Regions from separate parts of the Mus musculus genome. Here all the other regions are linked to region 2. Evidence: chromatin contacts called from public ChIA-PET data. All regions are on one chromosome and are shown on one strand. Each heading gives the region's core, a stretch centred on a gene start, on an enhancer-like site or on the middle of the called end of the contact. The rest is flanking DNA. Distances are from core to core; before and after follow the strand shown.

Region 1 (2,700 bases), core at 61-2,560, 260 kb after region 2:
AGAGAGAGAGAAGCCAAAATGTCTGGAAGAGCCTCTGCCTCTGAGTGAAAAGGAAGGAGAAGGGCAGCCCAACCCTTGTGCTGGAAAGTTCAGGGTTGGGAGCAGGGGATGCCAGGTAGGGACTGAGGGATGCTGGGAGAACCTGGAGGCCAGGTCAGCTTTGGTATGTAAAATATGCAACTCAGTCCCTCATCCCAGAGAGGACATTGAGTTCAAGGTCAAGGACAGCCGGCGATACACATCAGGATTGTATCAAAACAACAACAACAAACAAAACAAACAAGTAAAACTCTAGCGACAGAAGGATTACTTCTTACAAACTGGCCCGCCAGGAGCTCTCTCTCCTGTGGCAGCAGGACTGTGTCCAGGGCTGGTGTGGTTTGCTGTCAGAGATACAAATCTGGAAGAGATAGACACCGTGAATATACCTTCCAGCCTACCCTTCTTTCCCCTCCCCTCCTCTCTCTTCTCTCTTCCCTTCTGGCTTCATCCTCAGTCCTGGTTCTTAACTTCCCTGAGCCTCCTTTCCATCCCTGATTTCTCTGCCCTTCCTGGATCCGGCATCTGACCTTCCCTACTCTCTGTCACCTCTCTCATTCCATTCACTTCCTTTTGCCCATCTCTCTTCTCTCGACTATTATTACTCTCACTAATTCTTTTTTTTAAAGATTTATTTATTTATTTATTTATTTATTTATTTATTATGTGTACACTGTAGCTGTCTTCAGACACTCCAGAAGAAGGCATCAGATTTCATTACGGGTGGTTGTGAGCCACCATGTGGTTGCTGGGATTTGAACTCAGGACCTTTGGAAGAGCAGTCGGTGCTCTTAAACACTGAGCTATCTCACCAGCCCTCACTAATTCTTTTTACGATTTTTTTCTTTCCCCTTTACTCCCTCTTTCGCTTTTCTCAGCATATCTAGCGCATGCTCTTAGTCTCTTCCTACCTCCGATCACTTGCATCTTTCCTTCAGGGCTGCCCATGTCTATAGGCTTTGACCTGCATTTTCTTCCCCTTCATAGTCATTGACCATCACTCCCCTACCTGGCCCGGTTATACTACTTAGACACGCCCGGACCAGCACCACTCGCGTAGGCCCCGCCCCAACCGAACAGACCACGCCCCACCACAGGTCTACTGCCCCGCCCACCCGCCCCACCCACAGAACTCCACCCCACTCTGGCTCCGCCTCCCGGCCGGCCCCCCACCCTTGGGGTCACAGGGTCGACCGACGCTCAGCAGACGCAGCGACACCGCCAGTCACGTGGTCACGTGACGCGCTGCAACTTGGCGGCGCCGTGGGGCCGGGGCGTCTCTTCCTGACAGGGCGGCGCGCACGGACGCGGCCGGTGCCGGCCGGGTCGCCGGGCCCTCAGCCTCGCTCTCCTGCTCGCTCGCACCGCCGGCTCGCGGGGTCGCCGGCCCCCGCAGGCCGGGGCCATGCAGGAAAGCCAGACCAAGAGCATGTTCGTGTCCCGGGCCCTGGAGAAGATCCTAGCTGACAAGGAGGTGAAGCGGCCCCAGCACTCCCAGCTGCGTAGGGCCTGCCAGGTGGCGCTCGGTGAGTGAGCCACCCCGGCCTGGCCCGCGCCGGCTTCCCCACGCCGGCCGTTACCCTCCGGGCCTGCTGCCCTCCACTCCTCCCAGCCCGAATCCCACCCTCCCGTCCTCTTCCGCTCGCTGTCCCCGTGGGAGCTGGTGTTGGGGCGGCCGAGACTGGCCCAAGGTCACCTAGCAAGTTGGTGACAGCCACGGCTGGTTTTCCAGCTTCCCTGCCTGGGGCCCTTGCCACGACTCCTTGTCCCGTTTCCTGGTTCCTCCCCTCACCATCTCCAAGTCCTCTGAAGCAGTAGCTCTCGATCTTAAGTTTTTCCTTCAGCGCCACTATGCTGGTTGGGGGCTCTCCCACGGGAGCGATCAGAGCAGGTCAGAGAGCTGCCCGGTTGGTGCCGAGGAACCCCGGAGGCTTGTTTGGGAAATGTCTCACTGGAGAACATTGGGGTTCCCAGGGCGCTTCGCCTGGAAGGGATGTAAGATGATCTATATTTCAGGCATTGGACAGCGTGTACGACTTCTACTCATTTTAGGGCGGGTCCCTAAAATAAAGGTTCTGTAGAGCAAAGATACTTGTCTGATTGCTTCAATGCGGTGTCCTGTGCATTTATGACAGTGCTTCGCACACAGTAGTTGCTCAGTAAATATTTGCTGGTTGAATGGATCCATGGATTGTGGAAAGACAGAAGTCTCTAGCTCCTAACTAGGTAAAAGCTCGGTAGTTGACACCAACATCAGTCTCCTATCTTTAGTTACTTCTCGAGAGCCTGTGTAGCAGGTACTGAGGAGATGTCTATGAAGGAGAAATGGAATCCTTTGTCCCTGTGGATCTTCTTAGGTTCTGATAGAGCAGACAAAACAGTACTAATAAGTACTGCTGTCAGAAAAAAGACTTAAGTGATACAGAGGACCTGAGGTCTGCTTTAGGTTGGATGGTCAGGAAAGTAGTCTTGTCTGAAAGTGTGACATTTGAGCCCAGGTCTGAAAGGTAAGAAATGTCGACTGTGTGGAGGTTCAAGAGGAAAAAAGTTGTGGACGGAGAGCGTCAGGACATTTGACCAGAGCTGTCTCCCTGTGAATTCATCGCCCTGTGCAATCCATGGGATTTGGTTAAAAGGCCTGTTGTCCTAAAAGGTTGAGTA
Region 2 (2,700 bases), core at 186-2,685:
CCTAGGCAAGTCCGCAGGGCTAGTGATGTCATGGACCTTGGAGAACCTACAACCACCACTTCCCTCAGCCAGCATTACTGACGTTCTCCGACCTGTGCACATCTATGTTTGTGAGACCTGAGCTGTGAGGACCTGAAAGAACGGGGCAGACCACAGCCTAACGCTTTAGACAAGCTTACTTCAGAGTCAGTGGACTTCTATACACGAATGTAACAAAGAAAGCAGTGGCCCAGGGGAGGCTGTTGGAGTTCAGAAGAACATGATGAGACAAACATGTAAAGAAGCGTCAGTAAGCACATACCAAATATTGACAGAGCAGCGCTTTCCCAGCACTTTCTCAGGACAGAGCCATTGAAACACAATCGCCTGGCACATACTGGAGAGTATATCTGGGGAAAACATGAAAGCACAGCAGAAGGCCAGATCCAGATTCAGGGCACACTGACCGGATTGGGTTCTACAGCTATGATCCGACATCCAACAAGAATAAACATGCCTTATAAATTGAATGTAAATGTTTAGCACTGGAGGCACAAAAACACATCCAAAGAGCAAAATGCCCTCAAAGTAAAAGGCCCTCTGAGCTTTTTCCTGCCGCCTCTCTCACAGTTCCCCAAGGCATTGTTCCACATGGGTTACATTCCAAGTAGTTGTCTTTGTAACCACTGTGGTAGTTTGAATGGCACCCATAAGCTCATGTGTTTCAATGCCTGGTGCCCAGTTGGTGGAACTGTTTGAGAGGGATTACGAAGTGTGGCCTTGTTGGAGGAGGTGTGGCCTTGTTGGAAGAGGTGTGGCAGGGGCAGTGAGCCACTCTGTTTCCAGTTAGCTTTCTCTGCCTTCTGCCTGTGGATCAGAAGCTCTCACCTACTGCTCCAGCACCATGCCTGCCTGCTACTATGCTCCCCATTATGATGATAATGAACTCTAACCCTCTGGAAATGTAAGTCCTCTCCCCCCACCCCCCCACCCCCACAATTCCCCCTCAGATCTCCCCCCCCCCCCCCGCCCCTCGCCACAATGTTTTCTTTTCTAAGTTGCCTTGGTCATGGTGTCTCTTCACAGCAACAGAAAAGTAACTAAGACATCCATGGATAAGTGCAGTCCTCATCCCTCAACAAGGAAACTGTGAGTGTGTGTGTGTGTGTGTGTGTGTGTGTGTGTGTGAACTAAAGTAAAAGAGGCCATGAATTTAGAGAAACAAAGGGCAAGAGAGACAGGCAGACAAATAGAGACAGAAAGAACACTGTACCCACTGCGACCTTGAGCCCCTTTAGGCCTGGCCAGATCCAGAAAAGACCTACCTGGCCCCTGAGGGAGAGACAGCAAGAGAAGCAGGCTTACCCCTTGCCCTCCCATTTCTCACCCTGTGTGTTAGGAAACACTGTGGACCGCAGAAACCACAGGGGCTGCTTCCTTCCTGTGTCCTCTGAAGCTGGTCTGTCCCAACTGCTCTAGGTGGCACACAGCAGGTGACTAACTAGGGGTCCCATCCCCTTCCCCCCCAAGGCAGGGCGAAGGGGGAGGGTGATCCCCATCACTTGTGTCTTGTCAGAAAGTCGGGACAATGTGGCAGAGTGGAAGCCCCCAGTTGCCAGGCCCGTGGTGCACAGGCTGGGGCCTCATCAGGCCCACTGCCACCAATGCAGCAAGATCCTTGGGCAGAGGTTACACACGGGAGCATCCCAGCCCCTCCCACGGGCGAGCAGTCAGGACAAGCAGCAGTCTGAAAGCAGTGCACCTCCAACAGCTGAGCACAAAATGGACCAGGCCCGCCCTCCAGGATCCTCATGTCAAGGCAGGGGCAGACCAGGGTCAAGGGAAAAACACCTGCTTTCCTGGGTTGTAAATGCCAGAAAGGGAAGGCACGGGGTGGGTAGGGTGGAGAACATGGCCCAGACCCCTGTCTCTTCTCTCCATGTACAGACAAATTTACAACAGTTCTAAGAGGCCAGTGTCCACATCTGTCCCCAGAGTTCCTTCTGTGTATCCACTCGGATGCTATCTAGTCCAGGACGCTGAGTGCAAGGTACAGGGTATACAGCCTCTGGGCTACCAGCATGGCCGTCTGGCTGTGGAGCAGCTCAGCTGAGGAGGCCAAGCGCCTGCGGTGGACCTCAGGCTTGTACTGAGGTGCAGTGAGCACAGAGCTCCCTGGGAGGGGTTACACACAGATGGAGACAGGCACCCCAGCCTACCCTCCGTTCCCCTGCCAGCTGGTCCTGCTCGGTGGCTGTGCCTCCCTAGGGTGGGATGCTTGGCTCACACATAGTTCTCAGCACAAAGCACTCACACAGCAGATGGTACCCCAGCCCCAGTCAGGTCCTGCCTCCCTTTCACAGGAAAATGGGGGGCTGGCCAGGCAGATGCCCATCACGGCGCTTCCCCGGGCACTGTGACCTGAGGTCATGGCCACACCTGGCAGCTGGAGCGGCGGTGGGCTCCCGCTCCGCGCCTCTGTTCTGAGACTGCTGGCCTGCACAGCAGAACTGCCACTGTGTTCCTGGGGCCATGGGAGGAAAGAGCCAGCATGTGGCTGTCCTTTGTGCCTTCCATATGCATGGGACATCCCAGCAACATGGGGAGCAGAGTGTAGGGGGGCTTCCGGACCCAGAAGAAATGGCTCCCCAAGCCTCACAAGCCCAAAGGATCGTCACTCTTCCACATAGTCAATCTTTCTGTAGGTGTCTGCAGGCTCCC
Region 3 (2,731 bases), core at 167-2,666, 500 kb before region 2:
GTGCTGTGAATGAATGTAGATTTAAAAAGATATAATGAACCAGGCTGTGGGGGCAGGCAGATTTCTGTGAGTTCAAGGCCACCCTAGTCTACAGTCTACAGAGGGAATTCTAGGACAGCCAGGGCTACACAGAGAAACCCTGTCTTGGGGGAAAAAACAAACAAACAAAAAGACTTCTAATGAAATGTTATCTATTTGAAAGTAAACACATCTAATTGGAAAGGCCAGCTTTATCCAGTGCTGGCCCTCACTGACAGTTTATATGTGCACATGTTTTTGTAGTACAGTGAAGTCAGGCCGTGCTCTTCAGTGGTGCAGCCTGGACAGTCCTTGATAGGATTGAGGTCTGATTGTCACTTGCAGGAAACCAGAGGTACTTTGAAAAATGTGCCTCTTTGAGACAAAGATTAATTAGAGAAGACACAAACAGTCATGTGGAAGACAGGGTGGTATCAGGCCTGGCAGAGCATGGTTCAGGCAGTGTCATGGGGAGTGGTGGGTAGGAGGAGGCATAATGCCTGTGGAGGTAACCCCTACCTGCCCAGACCCTTACCTCATGCCCCTAACCAGCAGATGTTACAGCACTTTATGTGGTTCCTGATTAAGCTGTGAAGCTTTGTGAGCTGGGTGGAGGGAGTTTGACTTAGGGAATGAGTCATGAATCGTTTGCTCTGGTGATGGCTTGGTTGGTTATGGAATATGTCATAGCCTCTTCCATCCGGATCTAGTAATGATTCTAGGCAAGCTATTTAGCCACTTCCCTATCTGTAGAACAGAACTAATCACATGTGTGTGGTGGGGGTCACCATGTGTAACCACCCAGTGTATGTTAGTTCAGTGCCATTCTGCTCTGTCTCATCCACTCCCTCTGTTACTAACTAAGTTAGGAAAAGGGGAAGGCTTAACCAGTCTCTGCTGCCTTATCCTTGGATGGCCTACCTCCTCTCATTTTGGTACAATAAGGTTTTTCTTAGACCTTAAAATAACTTGCTCAAACAGAACACCAGCATTGATATTTTTTGTTTAATCTTTTTTTAAACGTTTGTGTGCCTGTGCATGCACACAGGTCTCAGTCTACAAACATTGTACAGAAAACATGGTTCTTTCCTTCTAGCTTGTGGGCCCCAGGATGGATCTCTGGTTGCCAGGAAAGAGGCAAGAGAGTGCCTCTGCCCTCTGAGGCCTCTCACTAATTCTTCTTTTTGGCCATGTGTCCTTGTGCTTCGGGCTAGTTAGCAAGCATGTTCTCCTGTCAGAACCCTGAGATAACAAAAAGGAAGCTGGTTAACGGTAAGCCGTAACCAGCATTTTAATGTTTTTAGAGGGAGCCACTGCCAGTCTTTGTGTATTCAGTTACATTGAGTTGGCACCACTCCACTGATGTTCATTTCCTGCTGTATGCTGTATTGCACAGCAAAGTCAGACCTGTTGTGGAGTACAGATCAAACCATGAACTGCTCTTCACTGACGGTTCTCCACGTGGACTTGCAGTCCATGTAGCACAAGGGCAAGAAGATAATGTTAGACTTCTGGAATAAGTTAAGTAAAGATAGGTATGTAAGCGCTCAATGTTGCTCAGTTAAAAAAATAATCTCTGAACTGATTGACAACACAGCTAGAACCACACTTGTCTGTTTAACACTTTGTCTGTCTACATGATGCTGTAGTCTGACACTGTAGAGGGTTCAAAAGGTGTGTGTGACCACAGATAGGACGGCAAATACTTGTTGCTCAGTATGAAGCAGAGGCAGGAGGATTGGTGCTCAGGGCCAACCACAACTATGGGTTCCAGGCCAGTCTGGGCAATGAGGCCCTGTCTCAAAACAAACATGACCTACATATTTTAAGTTTGATCATGTGGGGTTTTTTACATTTTATTTTTATTTTTAAACTGGCCTTTGTGGTGGAATTGTGCCACCTAGTGGCACAACTGCAGGCTGGCTGGCTGCAATACTGATGCAACATTGGATTCTTTAGACCAGTGATTGTCATGTTCGCGCACGAGTTAACCACTTAGTTAGTAAATGAGGCTGAATAGAGCCCTGACATTATAAGCTCAAAAAGAAATAACTTGTATTTATCGTCTTAGTGTGCGAAACTTAACCAAGATACATTATTTTTCCAGCCGTCAGTATGTAAATAATGGCTGCTGTGTGACTTAATGGCAACCTGTCGTATAGTGTGTATCTGGCTTTGCACCTATGCTTTAAGAAGAACGTAGGGTAGTTCTACAGTCATGTTAATATAGTCTAGGCTAACTTGGACTTAACAATGGAAGAGAAACGATCCAGTGGACAGAAGTGCTACCTAGGAAAAGAGCCTGGGGACAGGAGGATGAGTTCTGTTCCCAACATGCCCACATGGTAGATCATGACTGCCTCTTAACTCTAGCTCCAGGGGATTGACAGCGACTTTTTGTGGCTTGTGGGGACACTGCATACACATGCTAGCTATATATATATACACACACACACACACATACATATGTATATATACATGTAGGCAAACACTCACTCATATACAGAAAGTCAAAACCAATCTTCTAGCCTAGTCTGGGCTCATTACTTGAAGTGTTCTTACCAAATCACTGGGTTAGCTTTTATTACCTTGGTATAAATAAAATTCAGAATTGTTTCAAGATTGAAGTGCTATAGTCTTTTATTAAACATAATTTATTTGTGAAATATAAGTTGACACTGGGCCCAGATTGGCCTGGAACTTGCTTTGTAGA

The links. ChIA-PET counts read pairs in DNA pulled down with a chosen protein or histone mark.
Region 1: an RNA polymerase II ChIA-PET map of memory CD8 T cells shows a contact between it and region 2, with 28 read pairs. The contact joins the promoter of Arfgef2 here to the enhancer-like site in region 2. A contact is called at or near these places in 2 of 39 promoter capture datasets (the HPC-7 cell line and hematopoietic stem and progenitor cells), 6 of 115 datasets of contacts at active chromatin or transcription factors (bone marrow-derived macrophages, embryonic stem cells, epiblast stem cells and 1 more) and 2 of 9 other capture datasets (adipose tissue and liver).
Region 3: a contact with region 2 is called in an RNA polymerase II ChIA-PET map of memory CD8 T cells, with 13 read pairs. The contact joins two enhancer-like sites. A contact is called at or near these places in 6 of 115 datasets of contacts at active chromatin or transcription factors (SST interneurons, T-cell acute lymphoblastic leukemia, embryonic basal ganglia and 2 more).

What each region holds. Positions count from the first base shown.
Region 1 is chr2:166,804,271-166,806,970 of GRCm38.p6, forward strand. It overlaps Arfgef2 (ADP-ribosylation factor guanine nucleotide-exchange factor 2 (brefeldin A-inhibited)), which reads left to right and starts at 1,311. Exons shown (of 39, transcript NM_001085495.2): 1 at 1,311-1,565. The coding sequence starts at 1,445.
Region 2 is chr2:166,547,841-166,550,540 of GRCm38.p6, forward strand. No RefSeq gene overlaps it. Among named protein-coding and RNA genes, the nearest start is that of Gm29679, 15 kb to the right of the region's middle. Within about 2 kb of position 1,436, at least 78 of the 459 cell types and tissues checked have an H3K27ac peak or open chromatin away from gene starts, as enhancers often do. A contact at or near this core is called in the HPC-7 cell line, bone marrow-derived macrophages, hematopoietic stem and progenitor cells and 1 more, where this site is marked.
Region 3 is chr2:166,044,490-166,047,220 of GRCm38.p6, forward strand. The region is part of intron 2 of Ncoa3 (nuclear receptor coactivator 3); the gene reads left to right. Among named protein-coding and RNA genes, the nearest start is that of Ncoa3, 53 kb to the left of the region's middle. Within about 2 kb of position 1,417, at least 140 of the 459 cell types and tissues checked have an H3K27ac peak or open chromatin away from gene starts, as enhancers often do. A contact at or near this core is called in memory CD8 T cells, where this site is marked.